3 separate regions of the Mus musculus genome follow, and all the other regions are linked to region 3. A link is a contact called in public HiChIP or PLAC-seq and promoter capture Hi-C data. All regions are on one chromosome and are shown on one strand. The core of a region is the stretch at or near the end of the contact, and the rest is flanking DNA. Distances in the headings are between cores, read along the strand shown. Region 1 holds the start of 4921524J17Rik (RIKEN cDNA 4921524J17 gene). Region 2 has its middle 4.8 kb from the start of Mir23a. Region 3 holds the start of Rad23a (RAD23 homolog A, nucleotide excision repair protein).

What was found. Promoter capture Hi-C pulls out the DNA fragments that hold promoters and counts their contacts. HiChIP or PLAC-seq counts read pairs in DNA pulled down with a chosen protein or histone mark.
Region 1: a contact with region 3 is called in a promoter capture Hi-C map of pre-B cells, with 3 times the contacts expected there. The contact joins the promoter of 4921524J17Rik here to the promoter of Rad23a in region 3. A contact is called at or near these places in 2 of 39 promoter capture datasets (cranial neural crest and pre-B cells).
Region 2: an H3K27ac HiChIP or PLAC-seq map of bone marrow-derived dendritic cells shows a contact between it and region 3, with 7 times the contacts expected there. The contact joins the enhancer-like site here to the promoter of Rad23a in region 3. A contact is called at or near these places in 10 of 39 promoter capture datasets (the 3T3-L1 cell line, the C10 cell line, the HPC-7 cell line and 7 more), 7 of 484 Hi-C or Micro-C datasets (the Ba/F3 cell line, Th1 cells, embryonic stem cells and 4 more), 18 of 115 datasets of contacts at active chromatin or transcription factors (the NIH/3T3 cell line, the SCID.adh cell line, acute myeloid leukemia and 14 more) and 4 of 9 other capture datasets (adipose tissue, embryonic stem cells, liver and 1 more).

Annotation. Positions count from the first base shown.
Region 1 is chr8:85,431,492-85,434,191 of GRCm38.p6, reverse strand. It overlaps 4921524J17Rik (RIKEN cDNA 4921524J17 gene), which reads left to right and starts at 1,351. Exons shown (of 4, transcript NM_025722.3): 1 at 1,351-1,533. The coding sequence starts at 1,468.
Region 2 is chr8:84,202,318-84,205,054 of GRCm38.p6, reverse strand. No RefSeq gene overlaps it. Among named protein-coding and RNA genes, the nearest start is that of Mir23a, 4.8 kb to the left of the region's middle. Within about 2 kb of position 1,399, at least 381 of the 459 cell types and tissues checked have an H3K27ac peak or open chromatin away from gene starts, as enhancers often do. A contact at or near this core is called in the Ba/F3 cell line, the HPC-7 cell line, the NIH/3T3 cell line and 24 more, where this site is marked.
Region 3 is chr8:84,839,348-84,842,047 of GRCm38.p6, reverse strand. Rad23a (RAD23 homolog A, nucleotide excision repair protein) reads left to right here and starts at 1,396. Exons shown (of 9, transcript NM_001297606.2): 1 at 1,396-1,554. The coding sequence starts at 1,483.

The sequences.
Region 1 (2,700 bases), core at 102-2,601, 590 kb before region 3:
GCCTCTGTCTTGTTCCAGGAATTTAGTGGCATGGAACAGTAATTCCCTGCCCTCCACCCACATTCGTGTGTCAATTCTTTTCCAACTTGGCAATCAAACAGGACTGTGAGTTCTGACCCCAGCTGATACAGAAAAATCACTAACTCTAAGCCCACTTTCTTTCTTCCTGTGATCCATCTCCCTAGTGTGCCCTCTTTTCTTTCTTTTTTTCTTTTTTTTTAGATAGGGTTTCTCTGTATAGCTCTGGCTGTCCTGGAACTCACTTTGTAGACCATGCTGGCCTCGAACTCAGAAATCCGACTGCCTCTGCCTCCTGAGTGCTGGGATTAAAAGCGTGCAGACACCACACCGGGCTTAGTGTGCCCTCTTGAGAGAGTAAAGGTCGTGTGTGTGTCCAGGCAGTGAACATTACATTTCTCTTACTTGCAAGACCAGTAGCCCAAGATAATGCTGTCAGCTCCAGATGTCATCTGCTCCCTTTGATCCAAAGTGGCAGAAGTTTTGTGTCCCTTCAAGGCTGATCCTGGAGACTTCCTTAGGGGGTTATTTGGGATTGGGGAACCCTTGTGTTAAGGACTCTATTCACACACACACTTCTTTTAACTGACTTTACATTTTCACACGTTTAGATTTTTTTTTTTTGGACAGGTAGTGTCTTTGTCCTGAGATACCTTTCCTATAGTACAGAGTATGAGGAGTCTCTTTAACAATGGCAGATGCTCTGTGTGTTACCCCTCCCTTTTCTGCAACTTTATACCCAGCTCATGCTCCTTTCTTCATCAAACTACAGTTTAAAAATATCTCTCTGCTCTCTCACTGTAGATCTGAACAAGAGCAGTGAAAGCTGGGATGATAGGAGTGCACAGCATTTTGTTTCACTTTTCAAATAATTTGCTTTTAATTTTAAACTACTCAGTATCAGTGATACACAAGATGAAACCAGACCAACCTCTCCACCCCCTCCAAAAACAAAGCCTTGTAGACTGTTCCTTGAAGGCAGACATTTCTTATTCGGTGTGCTTAATAGTGGATCGTAGGCAATTATTTAATGAATAGTGAAGTTTATACCCCTGACGCTGGAAGCCTAGGGGTTTCATCGAGTGTCTATTATAATTTCTCTCGGATTAGCATTGCTGACATTTGCAGAGAGGTTTTCCGTTGCCAGTAACCATTTCAGGCTCTGGTTCTGGGGCCGACGAGGGGGCGTGCCCAGCACCAGGGCTCGGCCCACCTGTGCGTTGGTTGGTGGAGTCTCGTCGGAGCCACGCCCCCGAGCGGTCCACCGCCTTAGAGGGCGTGGCGATGGGACTTCCCTGGAAGGGCCGCGGCGCCCCCCTCCTCCAACCCGCACGCAGCCCCGCGCACGCGCACGCGCGCCTCCACGGCTGGGTCGCGGCTGGAGTGAGGACGCGCTGTGTGGAGCAGCGGAGGCACGGCGCTGCTTCCACCGCTGCTCAGGAGGGGAGCATGTCTGCAACTCGAGCCAAGAAAGTGAAGATGGCCACCAAATCGTGCCCCGAGTGCGACCAACAGGTGGGCTGGGCCGGCGCGAGCGGGCGGGGCGGGCAGGGCGGGTGGCCGTTGCTCGGCGGCGGTTGGCGGTGCGCGGCGGCCCGCGGGCGGCGGGGGCCTGGGAGCGGGGACCCGGCGCTGCCCCTTCTGGTCCCGGGCCGGCCCGCGGACCCCTGCCGCCCCGCATGGCTTTGTTCGCGGTTGGGGAGAGTGCGGTGCTGCTTCTCAGCTGTCGCTCCCCGCCACCTGGGTGGCAGCATAAAGCAGACAAAAGGACAGTAATGGTGCTAACTTTTTTGCAAATTTGTGGACTTCCGGAACGCCGCAAAAAAACCAACCAGTTTGATGTGTGGTTTCTAGTCCTTCCACTACGTTGTTAACGGAACACGGTTCGAATAAAGTCGGCGTTGAGGCTCTTCCTCTCTGCGTGTGCCCCGTCCCATTCGTGCTATTTACTGTTGTAAATTTGACATGTCTGCTTACAGATTTTTTTTTTAAATATGCGGATTCGTGAATTTGAAATCATTCATATTTAGACTGAACTCATGGAGTAATAGTCGTAATTTTTAAAAAAATCATTTTTCTTTTCCTACATTTAAGTACGCCTAATTATAGTGTGATGAACAAAAACTCATTCCATTAAAATCATCCTTAGGCCTTCATGCCGGCATGCAGATCTGGCTGTACTTCTTTTTCCTGAATCTTCCTAAAATGACTACCTCTCTCTCTTCCCCTCCCCCCTCCTTCTCTCTGGAGTAATTGGAAATGGGTGGAGACTTAAAATCTGATTTAAGTATATTATTTAGGGCGTGTCCTTGTAGGTTTATTAAAATCTTTAAACAAAAAAGTTACATGTTTTATTCAGTATGATTTATAGGCAATGTTTAAAAATGCTGATGATGGAAAGTTGTGCAAGTTTAGTCGATAGAGCATACCAGTCTGCAATATCAAAACAGTCATGTTTTCCAAAATGTAGAGTTACGTTCATTCTTTCCACCCAACTAAATTGTAGCAAACTTGCACTTTGTGATCAGTCTGTTGGCAGATTACTTTGATGTTTAAATAATTTTCAGTTAAGGCTTTTACAGTATGAATTATGCATTCTGTTTCTGTAGGGCACAAGTCCCTTGTTTTACTTGGCATAAAATAATCTTTTGGGGAAAATATCTGTTTTTAATTTCCTGGTTA
Region 2 (2,737 bases), core at 150-2,649, 640 kb after region 3:
TCTACAGAGGAAGTTCCAGGACAGCCAGGACTACACAGAGAAAGCCTGTCTAGGAAAAACAAAATAAAAATAAAAACAAGAAATGTGTCTACAGAGCAAGCTGGAGGGCAACCTGGGATACATGAGACTCTAAAAAAGATAAGTTTAGGGCTAGAGAGATGGCTCAGCGGGTAAGAGCACTGACTGCCCTTCCGAAGGTCCTGAGTTCAAATCCTAGCCACCACATGGTAGCTCACAACCATCCGTAATGAGATCTAACACCCTCTTCTGGAGTGTCTAAAGACAGCTACAGCGTACTTACATATAATAATAAATCTTAAAAAAAAAAAAAGAAAACAAGTTCAGGGCTGGAAAGATGACTCAATAGTTTAGACTGCATATTGCTTTCTGAGAACCTGAATTTGGTTTCCCGGCTCACATGTGGCGCCCTCTTCTGGACCCTTTAGGCACCTACACATACATGCACATACCCAACACATACACAAAAGTAAAAAAATAAGTCTTAAAAAAAAAGAAAATCTCTACTTCCCAATAATTGGAAGAGTTCCTGGGTGACATCAAGGACAGAAGCATTCAGTCATATCAGGCAGTGACAGGCAGGACAGTGGATTTAACGTCTAGATCTGGCATCACCGATGTCTGAGGAATGAGGAATAAGGATTGAGATATTCTGATGTGTCTTCCCCAGTACGCGTGCTTACACACACACACACACACACACACACACAGTCTCCAGCCCCAATCCACCTCTGTCTCTTTGGGTTCTGGGGGCAGCCCAGGTCCACAGGCTGACCAGCCTCCCCAATCACCTCCGGAAGTGAGACAGCATATTCGTCCCAGGGACCAGAACGGGAAGGGCGGCCATTTGGCCAGGCTGGTTTCCTGTGGGGTTTCCCCTACAAAGAGCCCAAGGCTGCAGCCAAGGCCACTCCCATCCTCACACACACCAGAGGTCTGTGTCTGGCGTGGAGGGGGCATTACCACGCAGGTGTCCAGGAGCTGGGACACCCTGTACTGACTCTTAGTCTCACAGGGAGACTCAAAGGGACAGAAGTCCTGGAGCTGGAGGGCTTGAGAAACAGGGCGGGGGGCCTTGGGCTGTGGTATCCCAGTCAGTTAAATTAGCACACACAGCCTTCAAGCCCTCGGCATCCCTGGAGGACCCACAGTGAACCCCAAGAAAGAACCAGGGCAGAGGCCCTCCGGTCGTCCCCAACCCTGATCCTCAAATACTTTCCACTCTCGCGAAGCAGCGAGGATCGGAAAATACCAAGGGCTGCAGTCTCCGCCCAGCTCCGCCCCCGCCCCAGCCACCAGCGCTCGCTAATGGCCCACTCTTCCCAGGAGCTGGGCGGCTGGGTTGGGGCCAACCCGACCTGCGGCACAGATGCCTGCCCTCCACGTCCGTCCCCACGCAGGAACCAGACAACCCGCCCGGGTTGGGGGGCAGGGCATAGGCAAGTGGGTGGGCCTAGTGCCTAGCCGCGAGTGGAGGGGGCGCAGGAAGGGGTGAGGGAGGGCTGAATCACTTGGTATAAATAGGCAAAGACGACAGCCACGTCCCACCCTCGCTGCCCGCCAGCCACACAGTCCAACAACCAGATCCCCCACTCTATTCCTTAACATTCTGTTTGCGGTGCTGGGTTCCCCTCAAGCCAATCAGTGCTCCCAGGGTGAAGTTCATCCCAGGTCCTGGCCTGGCCTGGGACTGGAGATAGGAGCGCTGACCTCCATCACCCACTGTCTTCTGGAAGGCTTGGCTCACTCCCTTAACTCCGCAAAACTTCCAGGAACCAGCCAGGCATTGTGAGGCGTCTCTGTCAGTCTACCATTCAGGAGGCTGAGCCAGGAGGACTGCCATGTGTTCAAGACCGCGGTAGGCTATGAAATGAGACTGTGTCTCGACCCCCAAAGTTGACTGTGGGTAGAGAGTGCTTGGCTATTTTGCTGGAAGCATGGAGTCAGCAGGTCCCATCTTAAAGCAGAAACCCTTCATCATGGTGCACACAAGTAAGCCTAGCATTCAGGAGGTGGAGGCCTAAGGACCAGTTCAAGGACATCCTGGACTACTTATCCAGTTCCAGGCCAGCATGGACTACATTACATTAGATCATGCCTCAAAAACTTTTATTAATAGATCGATAATTATTATTATTCCCAGGCCCAAAGCTTAGGGTTCCAGAGCCCCAAATGTACACAGGAGACAAAAGGGAGGTATCACCGGGCATCCCAGATTTGCTCCCCCGAGTCCCTCAAGGCCCATGTGCCCATCCTGCCACCCAGCCCTGCTCTGCCCAGGGCCACAGCTCAGTAGCCACACCCAGGGTGGCGCCAGTTCTAGCTCCAGCAGCCTGAGGCAAGGCGCCGCTCGAGTGTGACTCAGCCATGCCCGGCATGATGCTGTCCTTCCCTACCCAAGAATTCTCACGCCCACGCCACCACCCTCAATCCTTCCCCATGGCCAGCTAGGAAGACACACCTCCATGTCCACTGAGGACATTCAACACAGGATATGAGGAGACCTCAGCACCCTATGGGAGACTAGAGAGTGTGCTCTGTTCCACTGCATCTCCAAAAGTTCCCATTCACAGATGGAAAAACTGAGGCGGCAGAGACAATCCCAGGAATGTCTACACTCTCTCCATAAAGACAAGGCCGCCTGAGCTGGAGTTGGTGGCCCATGCCCATAACCCTAGCACTTGAGAGTTGCAGGAAAGAGAATGCGGAGCTCAAGTCC
Region 3 (2,700 bases), core at 147-2,646:
AAAGCAGCCTTTCTCAGGTGCGGGTGACGTATGTTTCAGCTACTGGAGTTTGCAGAGTCTCAGAAATGTCATTTATATGTATCCCATAGTCTCTAAATGGGAGAGTAGCCATCAGGTCTTGATCCTAAACTCATAGACGTGTAAGTTTTGATTCTAGCACAGACCTCATTGACAGACTGACTAGAATTTAGTGAATTCAAATATTAGCCATCTTGGTTAAAAGTGGGATGGATCTGTTGGACTGACACCTAGGAAAGCTGAGCAAAGTTCACAGTAGTGGGGTGCATGCTGGTAGATAATAGTCAAAGGGACTGACTGAGCTCAGGGACAGTGATCTACTTTCCCCAAGGGCCCATGGTTCTAGGACTGAGCTGATAAAGATAGATTCCAGGATTGGGTTATGTAGTTCAGTTGGACACTTAGCTAGCATGGCCTGGGTTCCATCCCCACCACAAGGAAAAGAAGAGACTCATTGTTGAGTCTCAAGGCTGCCTTTTATACTCTAGTGTAGTAGGTTGAAGAATGGGCAGGAGGAAGCCTGTGTTCTTCACAAGAAAGTTGTGATCTAGCTTTCAATTCTGGAGTCTAGACTCAAGTGAAGGGAGGGAGGCAGGCCTTGGTTAATTGCCTGATCATTGGTGTGGATAGAAACACTGGGCAAAGCAAGCATCTAAGAGGATGGTGATGTTAGTTCTGTTTGAGAGTCCCTTAAATCACCCTGATGAACTGCCCTATCCTGAGTCTGACATTTTCATTACTTTTTGGTATGTGAGGGTGGTCTAAAGCTTCATGAATACTACCCCTTCCCCCCACGAAAAATGTAGGTACCTTAAGAGTTGGTGTAAGTAAGGAAAATTTATGGAGGGGAGAATTACATATTTAATATAAAAGAACCTTGAAAATGTTTGGATGAATAGGTAGGTCATTGCAGGATTACAAAGATGTGGGGAACTCATGAACTAGAAGTGTAAATTTATTCCAAAAATTAAGATGGTCCTTGAAAATGGGGTCACATAGTTGCCCTCCTCTACATTGATTGATGGTAACTTCTAGGCAGTCCTCTGCTAAGATTCCTTTTATTTTGACCAGATCCAAATTGGGTCACTTGAAATAGGCAGAATGTATGAAAAATAACTTAGGAGCAGAAATCTACAACAAACACCTTAAAAACTTTAAAAGTCCTTAGGAGCCATTTTGTGGGTATAATGACATCACTGTTAGCAGAAATGATGTCACCAAGACAGCGGAATGCTGGTGCACACAGCAAAAGCTCACAAAGCTAAGATTGCGCATGTCTAAGGTAAGGTGCAGCCGCGCATGCTCTAGAGGTCGAGGAGGGTGTCACCGGCGCTGACGATCGGCGGGCGCTGCACACTTGCCCCGGAAGTGCTTGGCGCGGCGCGGCTGGGCGCTAAGATGGCGGCGGCGTGAGTTGCATGTAGTACGAGGATCCCGGGGCTGCCGCATTGCTCCGGCCCCGCCATGGCCGTCACCATCACCCTTAAAACGTTGCAGCAGCAGACCTTCAAGATCCGCATGGAACCTGACGAGACGGTGCGGGCCGGAGCCCGGGGGCGGGAGCGACCGGGTGCCGGGGTGGGTGGGGGCAGGGATGCCGGGATCCAACGGGAGGGGCGGAGAGGACGCCGTGGCCAGGCCCTGCCCTCCCCCAGCAGCCCGACCTCCTCGGATCCCCCCGATCGGCCCTGCCCTGCCCCGGCGGCTCGGGCGCTGTTCCCGGGCCAGTCCCTGGGAGTTCCCAGGTCTGGCTCCCGTGTCAGCTGCGGGCTCCGCGTTCCCAGCCTGCAAGCTGCTCAGGTGGCACAGTTTGCCCTCAGTGCCAACGAGGTGCCGACTGGTGACTACAATGATGATAATAATAAATGGTCTTAATCTTAATAGTTTTGGTGGTCCGTCTTTGTTGGCCGTTTATTCTTTACCAGTTTATTCTTTACCAGAGTATTAGTGTCATCTTGCTGAGTCTGCAAAACAGTGTTGTCGTTTGGGGACTCCTGACTTTCCCCTTTTGACAACCACGGAGTTAAGGAACTTTGCCACGGTCACAGCCAATAATGACAGTGACAAGATTTTTTTTTTTCTCCATTTCACATAACAGCAGCCTAAACATGCTGTATGAACTTTTGTTTGGTTTTGCTTTTTGAGAGTGGAGTCTAGTCTTGTTCTTCTGGGCTCATGTGAACCTTCTTTACTTAACCTCCAAGTAACTGATATTGCTGTCTTGGGCCACCTCCCCTAAACCTTCTCAAAACATAGGTTGAAGCCATTGGTGTACCCTCAGTGAAGTCTAAGCTTGGTAGTCATGTTCATAATCTCTGAGCAGAGATTACCTGGAGTTCTAGGCCAGCCTGGGCTATGATGTTTTAGGCAAGCCTGGAGTTGAGTACAGAATAAAATCCTGTTCCAAAAATGGAGGGAAGAAAGATGACCTCAGTAAGTACAGAAAAGTTACTGTTTGAGGCCAGCGATGGATACACCGTTTCATTTTCTTATTACTGTTTCCCCTCCTAACCACATCCCATTGGAAATACAAGTTTGCTTTTCTTCTCACATCAGTGTCTTCTTCATGAGAACACTGACTTGTGTTTGTTCTGTTCCACAGGCCTCTGTAAAACAAGTTGTAAAACAGGTTGGGGATGGAGCTTTTGAATATACAAGGCCTGAGCTAGGGGTCTGTCCCCA